2 separate regions of the Ovis aries genome follow, and region 1 is linked to region 2. A link is a contact called in public Hi-C data. All regions are on one chromosome and are shown on one strand. Each heading gives the region's core, a stretch centred on a gene start, on an enhancer-like site or on the middle of the called end of the contact. The rest is flanking DNA. Distances are from core to core; before and after follow the strand shown.

Region 1 (6,019 bases), core at 1,921-4,420, 38 kb before region 2:
AATCTTTCCCAGCATCAGGGTCTTTTCCAATGAGTCAGCTCTTCACATCAGGTGGCCAAAGTATTGGAGTTTCAGCCTCAACATCATTCCTTCCAATGAACAACCAGGACTGATCTCCTTTAGGATGGACTGGTTGGCTCTTGCAGTCCAAGGGACTCTCAAGAGTTTTCTCCAACAGCACAATTCAAAAGCATCAATTCTTCGGCGCTCAGCTTTCTTTAGTAATGCTTAAAATTCCCCAAGCCAGGCTTCAGCAATATATGAACCGTGAACTTCCAGATGTTCAAGTTGGTTTAGAAAAGGCAGAGGAACCAGAGATCAAATTGCCAACATCTGTTGGATCATGGAAAAAGCAAGAGAGTTCCAGAAAAACATCTATTTCTGGATTGACTATGCCAAAGCCTTTGACTGTGTAGATCACAACAAACTGTGGAAAATTCTGAAAGAGATGGGAATACCAGACCACCTGACCTGCCTCTTGAGAAACCTGTATGCAAGTCAGGAAGCAACAGTTAGAACTGGACATGGAACAACAGACTGGTTCCAAAGAGGAAAAGGAGTACGTCAAGGCTGTATATTGTCACCCTGCTTATTTAACTTATATGCAGAGTACATCATGAGAAATGCTGGGCTGGAAGAAGCACAAGCTGGAATCAAGATTGCTGGGAGAAATATCAATAACCTCAGATATGCAGATGACACCACCCGTATAGCATAAAGTGAAGAAGAACTAAAGAGCCTCTTGATGAAAATGAAAGGGGAGAATGAAAAAGTTGGCTTAAAGCTCAACATTCAGAAAACTGAGATCATGGCATCCTGTCCCATCACTTCATGGCAGATAGATGGGGAAACAGTGGCTGACTTTATTTTTCTGGGCTCCAAAATCACTGCAGATGGTGACTGCAGCCATGAAATTAAAAGACGCTTACTCCTTGGAAGGAAAGTTATGACCAACCTAGACAGCATATTAAAAAGCAGATACATCACTTTGCAACAAAGGTCTATCTAGTCAAGGCTATGGTTTTTCCAGTGGTCATGTATGGATGTGAGAGTTGGACTATAAAGAAAGCTGAGCACCGAAGAATTGATGCTTTTGAACTGTGCTGTTGGAGAAGACTCTAGAGAGTCCCTTGGACTGCAAGGAGATCCAACCAGTCCATCCTAAAGGAGATCAGTCCTAGTTGTTCATTGGAAGGAATGAAGTTGAAGCTGAAACTCCAATACTTTGGCCACCTGATATGAAGAGCTGACTCATTGGAAAAGACCCTGATGCTGGGAAAGATTGAGGGCAGGAGGAGAAGAGGACGACAGAGGATGAGATGGATGGATGGTATCATTGACTTGATGGACATAGGTTTGCGTGGGCTCCAGGAGTTGGTGATGGACAGGGAAGCCTGGTGTGCTGCGGTTCATGGGGTCACAAAGAGTCAGACATGACTGAGCACTGGACTGAACTCAAGTTCAAAATAACTTATTAAAACTCAATTGTCATTTGCTGATACTAAGATGAAATGTATAGTCTTTGATGTACCTTTTAAATCCCTGGAAACATGCCTTTACGTTTTTGCTTTTAATCTGGAAAAAAATGTATCTGATTTAGTGACAAGCTGGATAGTAGTCTGAATTTTATTTAAATACTACTACATATACAACAAAGACGGTAAATAACAGTACATGCTTCCAAATTCTTGATAAATTCAACCCTGCATCAGTATCACAAGGTTCATGGCTATACTACTCTCAGCTATATTATTTTTGTCTTCTTGACTGAACTACACATTCCTTAAGGGATTATTAATTTTTAAACTCCTCCATTAGCACCACACTGTCCCATCTATTTGCTCAGTAAATATTTACTGAATACCTACTATGTTAAAAGGCACCTTGGTAAGTGCTACAGGGCTAAACTATTTAATGAAGCAGAAACAGTCTTTGCCTTCAAAGACGCTACTGTCCAGAGGGGGAAGTGGGAAGGCTGATGCATATAAAATGCATATAAGAGTGAGAGGTTTGCAAATATCCCTCAGGGGAAAGAGGGGCCTTCTACACCCAATCGCTCTTTACCACCCCCTCTTCCCGGTCTCAAACCTACTTAGTTTGCCATCCAGTTCAATTTCCTATATTACAAAATTTAATCCTAGGTCAACGCAGGAAAAGTCTTTGGTCTTTGAGAAAACAACTTGATATGTTTTTGAAACTTTAGACAAGACCCTTAGAACGGGATATTAGCTGGAACTCAAGGCATAGAGAGGGGCTTCCCTACTGTCTCAGCAGGTAAAGCATCCATCTGCAGTGCAAAAGACAGGTAATGTGAATTTGATCCCTGGGTCTGGAAGATCCTGTGGAGGAGGAAATGGTAACCCAGTCCAGTATTCTTGCCTGGGAAATCCCGTGGACAGAGGAGCCTAAAGGGCTGCAGTCCATGGAGTCGCAGAGTCGGACATGAGCGAGCACGCAGGCAAGTCATAGAGAAGTGTTGGGTCTGTTTCATGTGAGAAGACTTACATTTTCTTGGAAAGAGGCTGAAACGAGTGAGGAATCAGGAGGTGGGAGCTGAGAGGATACAGAGAGGCGCAGGCTCAGCCTGCGCTGGGGAGGGCTGGGGAGGAGGCTGCTGGGCCAAAGGCGCAGGGGAGCCGGACTGGGCACAGGCTCTGCTCTGCGCAGCCAACCCCCCTCCAGCGCTCCCGGCCCAACCTTCAGGCCAGCCTGTGACCTGCTCCCTTCTGCTATGTGGCCAATTCAGTGTGATAAAGAGAGAATACCTGGGGATGCAGGAACCGAGAGGCAGTGGTAATTGAGACAATACAAGCATCCCACACACATACTCCAGAATTCAAAGGAATCTCAAGGAGGGTTTGGGACTTCCATGGTTAGGAACTGGGGTTTGAGTCAAGAGCAGGAGGTCCCCAAGGCCAAGTGAGTTACACAGTCAGCCGAGTGGGGTTCAGAGCATGAAGGGGTGCCAGCAGCTTCAGAGGAGGTCCCCTACACCTGGTCTCATCAAGCCTGGTCCTGATGATGCCTCCCGATCACCTCCTCCTGACGGTCCCCGGTGCACAACCCTAAGCGGGGCTGCCGCCTCCTGCTGTGTTGACTGCCCCTACCCGGCCCCAGTGCCGCTTCTGCTTCTACCTGTGTGGTGACACCTCCCCCAAGCATTTCCCCAGCACACAACCGCAACCTGTCTCTGCAGCCCCTTAACTACTTCTCTTTCCACAGTGAGAGCTTACAGGACAAGGGCTGCCCACATACGCACTGCAGAAGACCTGGGCACCATGATCAGGAGAAGACTAGACTTCAGATGGAAAAGCTGTAGACAAATTCCACGTTTAGGAGACAGAATTACAGGTGGGAACCGGACCAAGTCTGCAAAGAACAAGGGTCACGTGTAGTCTGTGTGGGAAGAACTTTGCTCAGTGAAAAAAATCCACAGTCTGCTTCTACTTCTAAAATGCCTGTGGGTTTGCTTCAACGGTACTTTGAAATATTCACGTATAGTGGGGAAAACTTGATCTCCAAGGACGTCCAAAAGAAAACCATGCACAGCAAAGAACGCAAATAATAGTACGTGCTTCCAAATTCTTGATAAATTTACCTTCTCATCAGTGGCACAAGGTTCATGGCTTAACTCTTCTCACCTTATTTTTATCTTCCTGACTGAACTATAAACTCCTTAAGAGATCGTTACCTTTTTAAATCATCCATTAGCACTACTCTGACCCATCTATTATCTCAGTAAATATTTACTGAATACCTACTGTGTTCAAGGCTCCTTGGTATACGGTACAGGAGTGGAAACAGTTCTTGTCTTTAAAGATGTTACTGTCCAGACGGGGAGTGAGGAGGCTGATAAAACGCATATACGAGTAAGCTGTCCCATTAAAATAAAATAAGGAGGGATAAAGAAGGCCGAGCCTTGAAGAATTGATGCTTTTGAACTGTGGTCCTGGAGAAGACTCTTGAGAGTCCCTTGGAAAGCAAGGAGATCAAAACAGCCAATCTCAAAGGAAGTCAACCCTGAATACTCTTGGCCAAGGACTGAGGCTGAAGCTGAAACTCCAATACTTTGGCCATCTGATGCAATGAACTGACTCACTGGAAAAGACCTTGATGCTAGGAAAGACTGAAGGTGGGAGGAGAAAGGGACGACAGAGGATGAGATGGTCGGATGGCATCATCAATTCAATGGGCATGAATTTGGGCAAACTCCAGGAGATAGTGAAGGACAGGAAAGCCTGGCATGCTGCAGTCCATGGTATCAAGAAAAGTCAGACACGACTTGGTCACTGAACAACAAAGTTAGTGTGGAGGCAGAGAGATGAATTCACAGTTGCCAAAGTAACTTCCTCCAGATTGAGAAACAAGCTATCAGGAAATATTGTAACCATAAGCACAACCACCTTGCATGCCTCCACTTTCTTTCCCTTTCTCTGCCTGTTCCTCAAGGGGAGAAAAGAACAGAAAAAGACGAGGGAGACGAAAGCAAGTACAACCATGCAAGAAAGACGCAGGGTTTAGAGCTGGAGTTAATAAGCTTCTAAGGAAGGAGACTAATTCCGAAGGGAAAAGAGAAAATCGAAAGTGTAATACAAAGAAAGCACTTTAAGTCACTGCAGGCATGGAAAAGGACCTCTAGGAACTTTGTTTCCAAACCCTCTTTATATAAAAGCCACCGGGAGGCTAGAGAAGTAAGTAAAGGAGACAAAGTAAGTAAAGGAGACAAAGTAAGTAAAGGAGACAGCCCAAGAGCGGCACAACCAAAACCCGGGAAGCGAGCGCCCACCTCCAGCCCACTCCACAGGGCTGCAGCGGCTTCTCACTTTGGTGTTGGTGAACACAGCAAGAGTGAGAAGAGGAGAAAAGCTCTAAGTAGCTCAGGGAAATTGCTGTATAAGCCAAGGACCCTGTGATCATTAACTGCGGCAATGCCAAATATAAAAGACTTGGTAGAAGTCGTCCTTGAAGTATGAAAAAAAAGGGGGGGGGTGGTCAAGTTTCATGACGCAACAGTTGCTGATTGCTGGGCTTAACAGCAAAGCTGGTAGTTTATTCCAAGAGCTTGGACCTCTGTAAATGTCATCTCTTCTAGTGATGAGCTATAACTGATGATGCTGCTTTAACAGAGAGCTTTATTTTTCTAGGGGGAAAAAAAAAACAACAATGTAAGAACCAGACCAGACTGCTAAGCCAGGTTCTACCACTCACCTGGTTCTCAAAACCTAAATGTGTATGCGCCACACGCCTGGAGGGACAGGCTCCGAGTGTGTGAGCGAGGCCGCGGAGAGCCAAAACTACAGCCTCCCTGGACTCGGTGACAGGGTTGGCTGCCCAGTCAGCAGAGTTTCCTCCCCATAAATTGCACAGTTTCCAGCTTCTGTGCCCAGAAGAGAGGCACCCAAGCCCTGGGAGGGTCAGATCGCATCCCAGGGAACCCGAAGGGCCAGGGCCAGTCACAATGGATACTCTAGCTCTGGGAGGAACCTCGTGAAGAGGGCGTGGGCCACACGACCCCTGATGAACACACAGCACCAACCTCATCGCTCCCACCCAGGGCACCAGCTATCAGTAGCATATGCCTACAGAGACGGCTCATACACAGCATCTCTCATATGCCAGCTTCCATTCCTGTCTCCACCATGGCATACTACATTCAATGCCATGCTGGCTGACAAGAGGAGGAGAGGAGGAGGGAGGGAGGGGAGAAGATGGCAAGGGAGCAGCAGGGAGGAGAAGAACAGAAAGGAAGTTTCAAAACTGCAGGTGCCTCCTCATTGCACTCGCTTCTCCCCCTCCAACAAAGACAATTACAAAACACTCTTTGGAAAGCAGTAACTAAGTTTTCCCACATTGGCTTTGTATCAGTTCTAAAACCAAAAAAAAATTATTTTGTGTGTTTCATTTACTGTGCCGCTGTTCTTGACAAAAGCTGGTTGGGCTTGCATCTGAAAACCTACAGGGAATTAAGCATGAAAAACTGAGAAATGGCACAGGGCAAATACAGTGCCCTGAGATGTGG
Region 2 (5,343 bases), core at 2,416-4,915:
GCTATAGTTATTTTCAACATTTATTTGTGTGATTGGTGGAAATCTATCTCATCCACTAGACCATGAACTCTAGGAACAGATGTTATGTTATGTCCATTTTTTTTTTTTCATTTTATCCCAACTGCCTACTCAGTGTCAAGATCACAGTATGAATTCAGCCAATATTGGTCAAATGAATGCATGAATCAATCACAGCATCTCTGGAACCAACTGGACAAATTGTTCCAAAAGTTCCTTCTCTCCACTTCTCCTCAGTGTCTGATGGGTCCTGATGCAAGTAGGACTGACTTATCTCTTACTTTACATCTGAGTGCTCTCTAGTCAGGATGTAAGTTAAGCTCCATACACACACAGACAGATGCACATCAGAGTCCCCCAAAGGACGCAAGTAAGAGTTTCCTTTGTTTTAACAGCTTTATCAAGATGAGTAATTGATATCCAAAAGCTGCATGTGTTTAACAAATTAATTTGGTTGGTTTGGACTCAGGCAAACACCTCTGAAACCAGCACCACAATCATGGTGACAGATATTTCCAGCATCTCCAAAATTCTCTTGTCCCCCTTTGTTTTGTTTTGATTTGGTTTCATGTGGTAAGATCACCTAACAGGAGATCTACCCTCTTAATAAATCTTTAAATGCCCAATACAGTATTGTTCACTACAGGCATTATGTTGCACAGCAGACTTCTAGAACTAATTACTATTTTGTAACTGAAAGTTTACACCTATTAAACAACATCTCACTTCCCCCACCTCTCAGCCCCTGGAACCACCATTCTGTTCTTTGTTTCTATGAGTTTGACTATTTTAGGTACCTCTTATAAGTGGAATCAGGCAGTATTTGTCCTGCTATGACTGGCTTACTTAACTTAGCATAATGACCTCCAGCCTCATCCATGTTATAGCAAATGAAAGGATTTCACTTTTCAAAGGCTGGATAATATTTCATTGTGTGTATATGCCCTATTTCCACCCATTGATGGACACTTTGGTTGTTTCCATGTTCTCGCTGTTATAAATAGCCAGAAGATCTCTTTAGGATGTTTTATAAGACAATTTTTAAAGAGCATATTTAGGTTTACAACAAAATTAAGAGAGAGGTACAGAGATTTCCCACTAACCCTCTGTTTCCTCACAAGCACAGACTACTGCCGAAATGATCAACATCACTCTCTAGAATGGTATATTTCTTTTTTTTTTAAGAGCAAAGGCTTATTAATATATATATTTATGGGAAATAGTCAATACAAAATACAGGATTGGAACCAAAATTTGTTTTCAAAATGTGAGGTTTTGACATTCGGAGGATTTCATTTCCAAACTCTCAATTATATACAATTACCAAAAAAAAAAATTTTTCTTATGTTTCAGGAAAACATACTTCATCTTAAGATAAAATTCATGTTACTTATCACAAAGTTAAGACAGTCAAGTAACAAAACAGAAGCAGTATTTACAAACTTAGACTACGTGAGACACTGTGAAGAACCTTGTTAATAAACACAATACATACTTTCACACACTACATTTCAAACATGGAGCATCTGTGAACAGTGTGGTAAAGGTCATAGTGTTGAAAACCTTAAATTAAATCCAGAGTTGATAGAGCTGAAGACTAGATTTATGGTCAAGGCCATACCAGTAGCTTTAAATTCAAGGTCGTGATGAAAACTCTAAATTCAAGGATAGATTGTCTCAGAAAGGACAAACAACTGGCAGTCAAGCTATTTAGTCAGTTAGTTCCCTGTTCGTACAAAATATATAGGAATCACTAAATGGATTAGCCTAATTACAAATTCTGTTCATTTCTAAATAACTTATAAGTCTTTTCACAGAACCATTCAGTCACATAGTTTCTCTCTGTCCTTGTGTAGGTATTTCTGATTCATTTTAAATCCCCTTTCAAACCAATTCCCTTCCATTTCCATATTTTTATAAGTATAAAATATCTTTAAATAAAGAAATGTCTGTTCCTTAGCTAGATAACTATTCTCCCATTAACTCCTAGAAGAGAAAAAAGATTCCCATTCCTTCCTCTACCTCAAAAACACAAAGCAAACCCAAACAATCCAATTCCTAAAGTAGCATCTCACGGAACCCAGGGCCTGGCACAGTATGTCATGCTAGTCTTCCTGCTATTAATATAAGCTGAGAACAGTTTAGTTATTGACATTACTGAGACACCTATTTAAAAGGCTAGATTCATCCCAGGGCTTCCATCAGCAGAGGCTTGCTAAAACAGGCGAGAGCAGCGGCGTCTTCGAATGGGAACATCAAAGACTCTCCTCTGTCTTTCTTCCTCATCATCATCAGATTCATCCATGTCTGCCGAATCGTCATCGTCGTCCTCCTCCTCCTCCTCCTCTTCTTCCTCTTCCATTTCTTCATATTCATCAGGACCCATTTCCAATCGAGCTATAGACACCCTGAATGTCGGACATGCCATATGGAATCGGGGAATGGCGACATTAAAGATCTTGTCTTTAAAGTAAAGAAAATGGAAGGTATAATATCCTTCCATATAGCCTGATGTTGTAGAGAATGTGGTACAACTTGTATATTCATATACCTGGCCTGGGCTGATGATTGGAAATTCACCAACTACTCCAGGTCCCTGAACTTCTTCCACATCACCTTTAGCATTTGTTATTCTCTAGTAACGACTGTCTAACTGACAAGCCTTTTCAGGAAGGGCGTCTTTTGACATTTCAATCCTGATTCGGTATGTGAAGAAATAATGGGGTGGATGTACAGAGCTAAGTTCTGGCAGAAATGATGTGGAAACTGAAACTGTAATATCCCCAGTCGTTGCTACACACTCTGGATCATGAACATATCTGAAAATTTGGTCTCTGATGATAGGGAAGCCACCTGATACAACACTGTTGACATACGAAGTGAACCAGTCAGTAAATGTAGCACCTATGATAAACATGTCAATAGCAGCTGGATTCCGAGCCACTTGGTCTGGACATTGGTAGAAGACTTCATTTTTGTTTCGGCCCTCCGCAGCTTCCACTGCTATGTACTGACTCAAACCAGTGTGTATGCAAGAAGTTAAAGGGAGACAGTATTTCAATCCCTGTCTCTGCTGGAAGCCTCCAGCAGCCGTGTCGACATCTAACAAATCCTCAGAATGGTAGTGATTAGGCAGTGCCATGCTTCCCAGCAACCCAGGAACAACTAACTTCTGCCCATTGTGGATACCATAGGAACACCGATAATCATCAGGAAGCTTGCAGCCGATCTGAGCTTCCACAGCATCTAGGTCTTCCTCTCGAGCACCCTCTTTCAGAGATAAAACCATCCGAGGACATCTGGGTTCCAAGTATTTCTTGAGATCATCCCAGGCCTTTTTAATAGCAGCATAATGGTCAATATATCTTCCTACATCAGAGTAAGTATCAATGAAGAGGGATTTCCGACACTGGTTCTTCTGTGTTTTCTCTTCCTCGGATATCAGCCAGTATTTTTTGCAATGTCTTCTCCACAGAGGATCATGACTTGATAGCTGGCTGAGTCTTCGACTGACATAGCAACAGTTGATTAGGTCCCGGTAGTCCAAGAAGGATAAGATGAGGACCAGGGGGTCGGTGGGCAGCGATTCTAGGGTCAGGGGCGCCGACTCAGTATCCACGGCCGCCATCTTGCCTGGCCCGGTGCAGGCCCTCTAGAATGGTATATTTCTTTACCGGAGGTTTTTACATCAGCGCATCATAATGACACAAACTCCACAGTTTACCTTAGGGTTCGCTGTTTGTGTTGTACATTCTGTGGATTTGGACAAACGTAGAATGACATATCCTGGAGGAGGGCATAGCAACCCACTCCAGTATTCTTGCCTGGAGAATTCCATGGACAAAGGAGCCTGGCAGGCTACAGTCCATGGGGTCACATAGAGTCAGACACGATTGAAGAGACTTAGCACAGATGCATAATGACATATATCTATGACTATAATACCGTACATATAACATCATGTAATATAGGGTATTTTCACTGTCCTAAAAATCCTCTGTGCTCTGCCTATTTACTTCCCCTACCTGGACTCTCCAGAAAGTTTATTAAGAATATTGTAGTTTTTAAGGTTAACTTAATACATGTCCCACAAACAGACTGTACCTTCTGTTTTTTACCCTGTGTCTCCCAGTAGGTTCTCATTAGTTGTCTATTTTATACATAGTCTCAATTGTGTGTGTATGTCATTCCCAATCTCCCAACTCATCCCACCCCGCTTTCCCCCCCTTGTCATCTGTGTGTTTGTTCTCTACGTCTGTGTCTCTATTCCTCCTTTGCAAATAGGTTCATCAGTACCGCTTTTCTAGATTCCACGTATATGCACAATATGTTAGTTTTTCTCTTTCTGTCTGACCTTACTCTGTGTGACCGTCTCTAGGTCCGCTTATACAAGGTACCCAGAACAGTCAAATTCACAGAGTCAGAAAGTACGTTGGTAGATGCAAGGGTTGGAGTGGGGAGTGGGCAGGCAGAATGAGGGCTTAGCGTTTAATGAGGACAGTTTCAGTTTAGGAAGGTGAAAATTTTGGGTGATAGAGGATGGTGAGAGTTGCGCAACTATGTGGATGTACTCACTGCCACTGAACTCTACAGTTGCTGCTGCTACTGCCAAGTCACTTCAGTCGTGTCCGATTCTGTGCGACCCCGTGGACTGCAGCCTGCCAGGCTCCTCCGTCCATGGGATTTTCCAGGCAAGAGTACTGGAGTGGGTATATTCTTTAATATGTGACTCTTACCACAATAAAAATATTTTTAAAAAAGAATGCTGTAATTTGTCAACATCATTTTTTCTGCTGTAAGTGCTTGCTGAGATTATATAACAATTAAACAAGATAATCCAAGTGAATTCTTAATATAGTCCCTGGTGGCTCAGACGGTAAAGTGTCTGCCTGCAATGCGGGAGACCCAGGTTCAATCCCTGGGTCGGGAAGATCTCCTAGAGAAGGAAATGGCAACCCACTCCAGTATTCTTGCCTGGAGAATCCCATGGACGGAGGAGCCTGGTAAGCTGCAGTCCATGGGGTCACAAAGAGTCGGACACGACTGAGCGACTTCGCTTTCACTTTCACTAATGCCTAATAGCTATTGTTATTATTATTTTGTCTTTATTATGGGAAATGATGAGCCCAGAGGCCTGGGCCACCTTTGGAGAGACAATAAACATTTAAAGATTAAATGAATAAATGGCAAAGCGAATGAGTGCGCAAAAGTTGTGAGTGCTGACTTATAATACTCATTTTCGATTAACTAGTTCTGTGGTCTTTCACTAGTTAGATAATGTCTCTTAGTTTTTGTCATTGTAAAGTTGAAGCAAGAGGAGAGAGA

Evidence for each region. A called contact is a pair of places that touch in the nucleus more often than the background predicts.
Region 1: a contact with region 2 is called in a Hi-C map of liver, with 4 times the contacts expected there. The contact joins the enhancer-like site here to the promoter of LOC101116964 in region 2. A contact is called at or near these places in 12 of 16 Hi-C or Micro-C datasets (blood, hypothalamus, liver and 6 more).

Annotation. Positions count from the first base shown.
Region 1 is chr2:104,072,737-104,078,755 of ARS-UI_Ramb_v3.0, reverse strand. All of the region lies in intron 1 of MSRA (methionine sulfoxide reductase A), which reads right to left. Among named protein-coding and RNA genes, the nearest start is that of MSRA, 29 kb to the right of the region's middle. Within about 2 kb of position 3,170, at least 4 of the 54 cell types and tissues checked have an H3K27ac peak or open chromatin away from gene starts, as enhancers often do. A contact at or near this core is called in liver, where this site is marked.
Region 2 is chr2:104,035,477-104,040,819 of ARS-UI_Ramb_v3.0, reverse strand. It overlaps LOC101116964 (F-box only protein 3-like), which reads right to left and starts at 3,665. Exons shown (of 1, transcript XM_012128676.5): 1 at 1,255-3,665. The coding sequence starts at 3,646. The coding sequence ends at 2,654.